Linked DNA regions of Capsicum annuum: region 2 is linked to region 1. The links are chromatin contacts, called in public Hi-C maps. All regions are on one chromosome and are shown on one strand. The core of a region is the stretch at or near the end of the contact, and the rest is flanking DNA. Distances in the headings are between cores, read along the strand shown. Region 1 holds the start of LOC107872992 (40S ribosomal protein S2-3). Region 2 holds the start of LOC107874071.

Region 1 (5,925 bases), core at 1,871-4,370:
ATTGTTACTGTTTCCTGAAATAGCGTTATTTCATGATGTTTTATGACTTGTACCCATTAGAACTGTTGTGGTTCAGTGTTATTACTCACTGAGCTAGTGTCTCACTCCTCGCTATTATTTTTACAAAGAATGCAGGTGATAGTGAGGATTGCGTTAGCTAGAGATCCCGAGGTAGCATATTCCTGGCGAGCCCTGCATTTGTTCGCGTAGGCAGAAGTTTATTTATTTATTATATTCTGTTTCTTGCAAACTCTTAGAGTCGCTCCATAGTCATATCTTTAGAGTTCTGAGTATTCTTTCGTTATTTTGAACTTGTAGAGTATTGAACTTTCTTATGTTTTAGAAATGGATTCCTTTTATTATTTGGTGGTGTTGGTGACTTGTTGAGCATGGTGGTGGATTGTGTTGGTGTTATTGATGTGTTGGTTGTGGTACTATTGATTTGAGACAAGGAATTTTCTTGATAAGCCTAAAAACAGTGAAAACTCTGTCCGATTTTTCTATAGAATTATGATGAGGCTTGCTTTGGAGTCCTAAATTCTTTAGCGCTGATCATGATCTTATTTTGGATCGTGATATTACTGCTTGTAAAGTAGCCGGAATATAACACCTTTTAGATTTGCCTCTCAACTTAAGCAAGAAATCGATTATCATTCTTCCGTTATAAATAACTTATGGTATAGCTTATATATGGACAGATATATTGACAATAAAGATGAACATTGGTATGTAGTTCCCTAGTTTTGATGAGAGATATTGAAGACATAGTTGAAGAAATGATAAAGATATCCAGAGAGCTAGATATCAAACATTATTAAAAATAAGTTTTAATTTCAAATAAACTAAATTATACCTATGATTTTAATATTAGGAATTTAGTTATGAGTCCTAAATATTAGGATTTTAGTATATTCACGAAGGTCCAAATATGTTCTTGCATCACGAAAAAAATTTAGTAAAGAAGAATTCAATAAAACAATACAAAATTATACTCACAATTTTAATAAATATAATCACTTTTGATTATTTGTTTTGGAATTTGCAGTTTATTTTTTTATAAAGTTTAATTTATAAATTTGTTTCAAACTTCTCATTTAATTGAATAAACAAAATATATGTGCAATACACGTACTATATGAGTGCATATAAGCCTCTATTATATTTTTATACAATGTACATATGCTCCTCATATGACTCACAAAATTCACTTAAACACCACCAATCCATTATTTTTCAGTTTTCTCACCATCACACATTGATCATCAATTTCATTTTCTTCCAATATACACCCTATAAATGATTTTTTTTTTAAATCCACTAAAACTCTATGCCGGAACAACAAATTTTCTTAATTGTAAAAATGAAAAAGGGTCACATTTACTTCTAAATTATTTGAAATGGAACAAAAATATTTTCAATTATTTTTTATTTAAAAATACCTTTTTATTTATTTTTTGGATTAAAAATATCCCTTTTTCTTAACAGAGTGCCCCAAACACACCAAGTGAAAAAAAAATTGCCGCATGATCAGTGCATGTTAGCATCTCATTTACGAAAAAGAGACAAAACTATTTCTAAACTATTTAAAATGAAGTAAAAATATCCTCTATTTATTTTTGATTTTGACTCAAAAATACCTTAATAATATATGAAAGCGTATATAAGCCTATAATACATTTTTATATAATGTATATATGCTCCTTATATGACTCATAAAATCCACTTAAATACCATTAATCCCTCATGTTTTCAGTTTTCTCACTATCATATCATTGACCATCAATTTCATTTTCTTCCAATCTACACCCCATAAATGAATTTTTGTAAAAAATAATTCCACTAAGACTCTATGCTAGAACAACAATTTTTTTTAATTGCAAGAACGAAAAAGGATCAAAACTACTTGTAAATTATTTGAGATGGAGCACAAATACTTTCATTTATTTTTTGTTCAAAAATATCTTTTCATTTATTTTTTGATTAAAAAATACCCCTCGCCTTAACAGAGTGCCACCAAGCACACCAAGTGAAAAACAATTACCACATGGTTAATCTTCATTAGTATCTCATTTACGAAAAAGGAAACTATCCCTAAACTATCTAAAATAGAGCAAAAATATCCTCTATTTATTTTTTGACTAAAAAATACCCTCAATTTATTTTTTGACTTGAAAATATCCTTAGTTTATTTTTTGGCCCATTGATACTCCTCACTTTAATGGAGTGCCATCAAGCACACTATATGAAAAAAAATCATCACATGTCAGTCTACGTCAACATCCCATTTAATACCAAGGTGAACCACTTAACCATCCAATTTAACAACTCATTTACTGTACTTGATCTATCTTCAAAATATTCAAATCGTTTTCATAAGTAAAGAGTAAAGATGGATCCACTCTTCATTTCACTTGAATTTTCCAAAAAAAATTGATGCAAACTAAAATTTTGAGAGAAAAAAAAAGTCTTTAATATATGAGTCGAAACTTGATCCGTTTTTATCATGTCAAAGAATATGAAAAATTTCAAACCATATATTAAGGGCTTTCTGTTTTTCTCAAAATTTTTGATTTGCATTAATTTTCTGGAGAGAGTTTAAGTGAAGACGTGTCAAACTTTTTGAATACGAATCGGGTACAGATATTAAATGGGATGTTAAGTTGAATGATTAAGTGGGTCAATTTGAGTATTAAATGAGATACTAATGTAGACTGATCATGTGGTAATTTTTTTTCATAGCAGTATTTGTGAGTCAAAAAACAAACAGAGGAATATTTTTGAGTTAAAAAACAAAAAGAAAAGTATTTTTGCTTCATTTTAAATAGTTCAATGATATTTTTATCCCTTTTTTATAAATGAGATACTGATGCGGACTGAACATAGAATAATTTGTTTTCATGTGGTTTACTTGATGACACTTTATTAAAGTGAAAAATATTGTTTAGCTAAGAAAATAAATAAGAAAATAGTTTTGAGCCAAAGAATAAATAGAGAATATTTTTAAGCTAAAAAATAAATAAATGGTAATTTTACTCCATTTCAAATTGTTGAGAGGAGTTTCGGTCCTTTTCTGTTGCAAAAATATCTAAAAATTAGAAGCTCGTAAAGGAACACCAAGCTTTGGGCCTTACTTGCTATGGGCTGACCTGCTTTCCCTCATGCCCAAATTCTACCGCATCAAAAAAACCCTAGCCCTTATAAACCAACCCCTTCATTCTCCATCTTCCCACTTTCCTTCTCACACACTTCTCTCTCTGCAGCATCTGCAGTATATAGCTAAAATCCTTAGCCGTATACCTAATCCTTGAAAGCAACAACCATGGCGGAAAGAGGAGGATTCGGCCGTGGATTTGGAGGAAGGGGTGGAAGAGGCGGCGACCGCGGCGGAAGGGGCCGTGGGGGTCGTCGTCCCCGCCGTGATACAGAGGAGGAGAAATGGGTTCCGGTCACAAAGCTAGGAAGACTGGTGAAAGACGGGAAAATAAAGTCACTGGAGCAAATCTACCTCCATTCACTCCCAATTAAGGAGTATCAAATCATCGATAACCTCATAGGACCATCACTCAAGGACGAAGTGATGAAAATCATGCCGGTTCAGAAGCAGACACGTGCCGGTCAGAGAACCCGGTTCAAGGCCTTTGTTGTTGTCGGTGACGGTAATGGTCACGTTGGACTGGGTGTTAAGTGCTCGAAGGAAGTGGCTACTGCTATTCGCGGAGCGATTATATTGGCGAAGTTATCAGTGATTCCAGTGAGGAGAGGTTACTGGGGGAACAAGATTGGGAAGCCACACACAGTGCCTTGTAAGGTTACTGGGAAATGTGGTTCTGTCACTGTGAGAATGGTCCCTGCTCCTCGTGGTGCTGGTATTGTTGCTGCTCGTGTCCCTAAGAAGGTTCTTCAGTTTGCTGGTATTGAAGATGTCTTCACCTCTTCTCGTGGATCCACCAAAACCCTTGGCAACTTCGTCAAGGTTCGATCTTTTATGATTGTGTGTTGGTTCTATTACTATGTTCTAATAATCTGTTGTGGTATCCTTAATTACATGATTATATGTTTACTATATCTACTGATACCATATCTTAAGAATTGATGTGTATAACATTATATTTATGGTTGTTTGTTACACCAGATAATAAATATCCCTACTTATTCCATCTGGTGTACCAAACGGCATTGAACCAAAAAAAAATTAACCAACTGTACATTTTGATTTAAATATATTTGAAATAGCTAATATGGAGATGACTACATGTAAAGGCGTCTAGACGGACCGGGTAGTTTGATCCAGTTAAACATTTTGTAAATAGATATGATCTTTGTTGTATATCTATACCATATGAGACAGAAATGTTATCTTGTGCTTTGAACCAATACAATCTTATACCATATGAGACAGAAATGTTTATCTTGTGCTTTGAACCAATACAATCTAATCCATGCTTTTGTGTCCTTATTGTATAGCGCAGATATAGTAACAATTGCGAATTTTATAGTTTCAAATATGGTCATTGTCCAAAACAAAATTGTTTAGGTTAGTTCCTAAATGGTAGATATATTGAGAGTATCAGTTAAATTCGGACAGTGTGTTTAGTTATTGAATGCAGTGTTAAGCAAGTCAAATTGTGGGACAGGAGCCTGTGCCATTATAGTTCTTACCATTTTCTGTAATACTTGTGTGTTTTTATTTCTAGTTAAGTTTAATTCATGAATGTGGATGCTTTTAATTCATGAATGTGGATGCTGCAATGCTTGATATTAGCCTTTTGTTCCTCGAAAGCTATAATATGACTCTATTGCATGTTTTAAAGAAGGGACTGCAATATAATTGAAGTTTTTACTGTAACCAGCTGTTATTTCTATCCAAAGCGTGGGTGATGGTGTTTATATAGTATAAAATCTTTGTTACAGAACAAACATTCCATTCTTTGCTTTCCCAGCACTGACCTCTCTTGTTGAATGTTAGAGTCGGGTCTACTTGGTTCTTTGTTACTTGTTTATAATGTATATCTGCTGGTGGTGTACTAATTGTGTTCAAGTCTAATATCGCTCATTCTGTATGCAGGCTACCTTCGATTGTTTAATGAAGACTTATGGCTTCCTCACTCCAGACTTCTGGAAAGAGACTCGCTTCACAAAATCTCCATTCCAAGAGTACTTTGATATCTTGGCAAAGCCTGCCAATAAGGTTATTGTCTACGCCACTGAGGAGGCAGCACCTGAGAGAGTTGAGGCTTGATTTGTTAGATGTTATGCTCCGCTGTTTTGTTCTTGTAGTTTTCTTATATGAGATGTTAGTATTCTAAATTTTGTTTTCTGTTCTGATGGATGTTTTCTTTAGACTTGCAAAAGCTAATGTTTCCTTTTTGTTCTTTTATTTTCATCAATATATATGAACCTTCTGCCTACTTGATTGATCTCGTCTTTGGCTGGGGAGAGTATTCTTATCAGCTGAGGCTTTCAATTGAAACAGGGATGTTATTCTCGTAAAAAATCTTACTTTTTATGTTCATTGATAGTAGGTTTGTTTTGTTTGACTGGGAAGTTTTTTTTGAATCTTATTTGTTGGGAACTAACTGTATTTATTAATCATCAGTGAGAAAGGTACAAATTCATAATTAAGTCCGCACAATCGACTTTCTAAATCTGAAACACAGAGCATCAAAAATCTAAAGCTGAAATTGCTGAAGCTTAGCTTTGATGCTATCATGTTGTGCATATAGGCAATGTCTTTTAGCGAGTTGATCTGCTCTTTGCCTCAAAGGTTCTGTGATTCCTCTCAGTCCATGCCACATGAATGCATTTTGCATAAAACATACTGAGCAGTTTGGCTTTGTGGAACATGCCATTAGAATTCCTGTGCCTACTTCAGGTGTTGCTACCATATAGTTGCTGTAAAGTCTTGTAATTCATGTCAGTCTAGCA
Region 2 (5,925 bases), core at 2,019-4,518, 140 kb after region 1:
TTGCATCGTCTACAGCACAAGTTGATATTACAAGAAAGTACCTCCAGCTTTGGTTTCAACTTGTCAGTTTCTCATCAGAACAATTAGTTTTCAAGTACCTTCTAATAGTTAAACCTAATAAAACATGATAACAAGGACATCACATGATGCTATTTGGTCATTACATCTCACATATCATCTGCTGAAACATATTGAAAGCAGAATCCTTGTCAAAATTCTGCACAAAACCTGAAACAATAGCCTTCCAAGACAGGAATTTTTACAGTCAAGTCACTCACTGTATTCACACCACTAGTTATTAAGTCTTTCCTTTCATATTCATCAATTCAAATTTGTTGATGATTTTCTTATAACCATTTGCAAGGCATGACCATGACTTTCGTACTCGTCTTGGACTTGGTCATGCCTCTTAGGTGAGTCAGACTCATGTGCCCTCAACATCATTAAGATGCCCTTAATTTTTTCAAAAAGACAATTATTGAGTATTGGAATTAAGAGGCCCAAAAGGGGAAGAACTGTTGCAGTCACAGTTATTTGTTCCATGCTACACCATAAGCAAAACAAGATCTATCCAACTGTTGTAAGACTAGCAACATTACATGCACGAGTGTGGAGCAACCCAGCAATTTCCAGAAAATGAGTGATGTAAAATACAAATGATCAGATGGATGTACGATAATATGAGGGAAAGAAATTGACTTTTGACAGGGGTAACTACAGCATCAAACTGAACCTGGTTGCTTGATTGAACTAATGAAGTTTGACATGGAAGGAGCTGCAGTTGTTTCAGCCTTCAGGTGCTGCAACGAAACAACAACAAGAACATACCCAATGTAATCCCACAAATGGGGTCTGGAGAGAGTAGAATGCACACAGCCTTACCCCTACATTGTGGAGGTAGAGAAGTTGTTTCCAATAGACCCTCAGTTCAAATAATGCATATCAAATCAAGTATAAAAAAGAAATATAATATTGAAGAATCCATGTTGAAAACAAAGGATAAAAGAACAGTAGCAACAACAAATAATACGATAACCAAACGAAGGAAGGTGTTGCAAACGCTCTTGAACAAATAGAGATGGTGGAATTAGAGGTGCATTTTATTGTTACTGCTTGTGAGAATATGATCAATGATTCAGGCATGAGCCCCGGAGGCATTGTCACAGCTTCAAATGGAAAGACAAGTGAGAGTTCTCATGATGGAATTTATCTATGGGTGGAGCACTACTTGGGACCTCTAGGTGTTCCAGAAAAATCTATGCATATTCTTAAGATAGATGTCTACATCAGAAAGTCTTCATTTGAACCGAGATCAGCCATCTCAGAAACATTAAGTAATTATGCTTGTAGATATGGAGATATTGATCTTGATGATCAATAGGAACAAGAATGCTTACATACGATGAATCGACACAATTTCCATTTGATCCCGGAGAGATTGAGTTAGCATTAAGGAATGCACTCGCATCGTCGCATAATGCGATGATGTGAAGCGATGCGAGCGCATCATGTTGAGTTTATTCATAGGGTCAATTTTAAATTGAAAAAAGAGAAACTTCGTGTTGTTTTTATATTTAGGGTCAATTTTAATTTTTTTTTTTTTTTAAAGTCTACTGTGGTGACTACCAATGCTGCAATTTTCTCAGTTTAACTTTGAAGCCCACTATTGTGCCTTCTTCTTCTTCACTATGCGACTACCACTACTGCGCCTTCTTCTTCTTCACTGCTTCACTTCAATGATGCGCTCGCATCGCTTCACGCTTCGCGTAATGCGTGATGCGGAGCTTTGTCGCTTTTTTCCGCATCACGCTTCCTGAACACTGGATTGAGTCCCTTGACGTTTACATTAAACACTTTTGAGGACAAGGGTGAGGTGGAGGGAGAATTTTTTTAAAAAAAATAACCTTGGTGTCTGAGCCAGCTTATGTGCACCTCGACTAATTCCACGGGATACCTCCACCTCCCACCAAGAGTAGGTATCAGGTAACTATATTCACCAAGGCTAAGACAGATGGGAATAAATCGCCTATTTTTTTGGTCTATGTTGGAATCTGAACTTGAGACCTCATAGTTCTCGCCCACTTCATTGACCACTAGGCCACATGCTTGGGTGCAGAGTTGACGGAGAGAGATTTGATATGAAATGAATTTTGGTCTATGTTGGAATCTGAACTTGAGACCTCATAGTTCTCGCCCACTAGGCCACATGCTAGGGTGCAGAGTTGACGGAGAGAGATTTGATATGAAATGAATTTCTTAAGCCTTTTAAAGCAACTGGAAAGGAATAAGGAGGCTCACTCTTCACTTTCAATGTTGCACCCGTGTCAATTCTCAAAAAATACACTACTTTTGAGAAATTCGACATGCACCCGTTGACATTTTTTAAGAGTCCGAGCAACATAGCTTACAGAAGCATGTTAGCTCAATTCTGTCCTACTTCCATATAAATAACTTCTTTTGAAAGGACTTACCTATATTTTGAGAAATGAACTAGCCCTAGTTTTTACTTGGCTCTTCGACCCTCTCAATTTCTTCTTTTTATTCCGCTAATTTTTGCAAGCTTAGTCAGCTTCCAATTACATAATGTACCGCTAACCAACCCAAATTTGCTACTCTACATCAACTTAGAAAACTTGTTGATCACATAGCAATGTTGGTTACTCATTATGAACATCACATAGAAGTCCTCTAATTACCTATTTACCTAAGAACTAATCTAAGGAAAACTTGTCTTGCCCTATGATATCGAAATCCCCATCTAGTAATCCAACAAACGAACAAAAACAACAGAAAAGGAAAAACAGATATTGCCCTACACAGCTTGAATCTCCTAACTTTCATATACATTGACCTGCTAACGACATTTGTCAAAACTATCATGATACTCCCTCCGTTCCTGTTAAATTGTCATAATTTCTTTCGCTGCACGAGAGTAAATATAAATAATTTTTTTAAAGTTAAATTGAATTAGAGTACTTTAATACTATTTAATATTCAAAATTTAGATTTTGAATTTGCAACAAGTGCAAATAAATAGTATAAGAGGAAAATCTAAAGGCAGAAACTGCGAGGGGGTTGATCACTTACAAGTTACAACTAGATTTCCGCCTGACAAACTGATTGCTCGGAGACGACTTAGTTTGAAAACGCGGCGGGGTTCTCTTTCTTTGTTGGATATGGAAATCCGACAAAAGTTGGGGGAAATCCAGGTCCTTATTAGTACAACATTCTCAAATATTTATACTTTGTTTGAACTTTGGATGGTCGTCTGCCATGATCTAATAATACTAAAATATTTGATTATTTAAAATTAAATAATTTTATCGAATCACTTTTTAAAGCATAAGCATATATTTTAATATAAGCACTCTCTTTGATAATTAACATTATACTTTGAGATTTGATGTCTCTATAATACTACATAATAAATTAAATAACTAAAAATCAAAAGTAATTTCATATATATATATATATGTATGTATGTATAAACTTAGATATGTTTATATAGATATAGAGAGCAAATATTGAAATCTGCAGGTTCTTACAACAATCTCAAATTAATATAATGATAATTCGTTATCACACTAATAATTAAGGAATAAATTAAATGTAGTGAAAAAATTTCGTTATTGATATCAAAAGTCAAAATTATATTGATGCACAAAAACATATTCTAAATAATAAAGTTACATTATATATGAGCGTAAAAATATATAACACAACTACTTATAATAAATTAATAATAACAAAAATAATTATAATAAAATAGAAGAAGAATGAATATCGATGGCGAAAGAAAAATAATAAAGTAGAAGAACAAACATCGATGACGAAGAAAAAAGAAAATTAGATTTTCATGTTATGCAACTGAATTTTGAAGGAAAATAAATATCTTGGAAAAAAAATCAAAATTCACCAAAGGAAAAAAGGTGTTCGAAATTAGAGGCATACCTCAGAATTTTGCGATGTTGTATTTTTTATCTCTATATATAAAAAAGTCCTAAATAAGGAAAAATTAATATCTAATATTAGTTGATTTGAAAGTTCTAAATTACATAACTCAAATATGGAAAAAATAATATATTACTTTAGTTGGTTTCAAATCCTTAATTATTAGGAAAATAATTTAATTACCCAAACTTTTTTACCAAACTACAAAAACAGGTAAGAGATAAATTTAATAACATATTTAATTGGTTTTAATTTATTATTTGTTAATATTATAATAATAATAATAAGTTTATTATTTTTTTTCCTTTCTTTTTTGCCTTTTTGAACTTTTCCCAATTTTAACTTATTCTTTAATAGGGAGTTAGTCATTAATATGTATTTCTTGTTTAGCCCCAAAAAAGTATATTTCTTTATTATTTTTTAGCCGAAAAAGAAATGTACTACTTTTTCAATTTTCTCTCCTCCCCTTAATAGTATAATTTAGAACCCTATAAATATTATTTTGCTTAATAATATTTACAATATATTTTAGTACTCTTTAGTTTGTAAAATTTACCATATGTTTTGGGACTCTTTACTTTAAAATATAATAAATATAATTAAATAATAATTTAAAAAGAGTGAAAAGACGATTTTGTCTATTGCATAATATTTTAACGAAGGACAAAAAGTTCAAATCACTTTTCTAGGGTCTTCACACTTTTAATATATTATAGATTATAGATTATAGATATAGATTATAAATTATAGATTATAGATTATAGATATAGATATAGATTATAGATTATAGATATAGATATAGATATAGATATAGATTATAGATATAGATATAGATTATAGATATAGATATGCAGTATAATATTAGCGAAAAAAGCATGGTTTTCATTTTAAACTATACACAAAAAGTCGATGACACACCTAAACTATTGAGGTGACCTATTACACACCTATACTATATAAAAGTGAATTTATATACTACCCACAACATCTATGTTCAGGTGCGTTTCTTACACTTAATATAGGCGCTTCCAACCTTTTAAAATTCAAAATAAGGCAAAAACATTAAAAATTTAATAAATTAAAGATCCAACAGATATATTTTCCAAAAAGCTCCATTTAAGTTAATTTGGGGTTCCCAAATCAAGAACCCTAACCCAAATTGGTCATCCAAAATTGAAATTCAAGTTCGTTTGTTTGAAGAATTGGTAACCAAATTTTTTTAATCGTTTGATTTCTTACTATATTGTGAGAAAATATGGTTCTTTTCTCTTAATTTTTTTCTTCAAATTTTGATAATTGTTTCTTCCCTCAAGTGTTTCTTCAAATTTGAATTATTTTTTTCGTGATTGGGCATTTGTATCAAATTTGTATCAATTCCCTACCTTGAAATCAAGCGAACGCAAACGAACTCAACTCGTAACAATTTAACTCAACTTGAAACAGAAAGAGAGTGGGAAGTTGACAGTGAAAAACATAGAAAATTAGTTCATCTCTTCTATCGGGTTCAAATTTGCAAGAAAGCTAAGAAATGGGTTCATCAATCTTTGAGGGTCTTCAAAATGGGTTTGTCGATACATATTCTACCCAAATGGATCAGATAGGGTGTAATAAATTGGGTTAGGTCTATTATTTGGGTTGGGTCGATTTATTTAACATATATATGGGTTTGGGTCGGATTAAGATTAAATTTAATAGGAAATACCGAACTAAATACGTGGCGTCACCACAGGGCGAGTGTACTCCACTCCACTCATTAAACTTGAACATGGCTATCGCAAGGAGTAAGTAAATTCACTTTTATATAGTATAGGTGTGTAATAGGTCACCTCAATCGTTTAAGTGTGTCATCAACTTTTCGTGTATAGCTTAGGGTGGAAACCACGACTTTTTCCTATAATATTATTAATATTTGGATGGATTGTATCGTTTATTGTTGTTTAAAACAGTTTTATTGTTTAGTTTGAAGATATAGTA

Evidence for each region. Hi-C and Micro-C count contacts between places; a contact is called where the count stands out from the background.
Region 2: a Hi-C map of leaf shows a contact between it and region 1, with 2.8 times the contacts expected there. The contact joins the promoter of LOC107874071 here to the promoter of LOC107872992 in region 1. A contact is called at or near these places in 2 of 5 Hi-C or Micro-C datasets (leaf and placenta).

Annotation. Positions count from the first base shown.
Region 1 is chr6:174,167,764-174,173,688 of UCD10Xv1.1, forward strand. LOC107872992 (40S ribosomal protein S2-3) reads left to right here and starts at 3,121. Exons shown (of 2, transcript XM_016719680.2): 1 at 3,121-3,973; 2 at 5,066-5,408. The coding sequence starts at 3,320. The coding sequence ends at 5,239.
Region 2 is chr6:174,311,371-174,317,295 of UCD10Xv1.1, forward strand. LOC107874071 reads right to left here and starts at 3,269. Exons shown (of 14, transcript XR_007056495.1): 1 at 3,088-3,269; 2 at 734-800.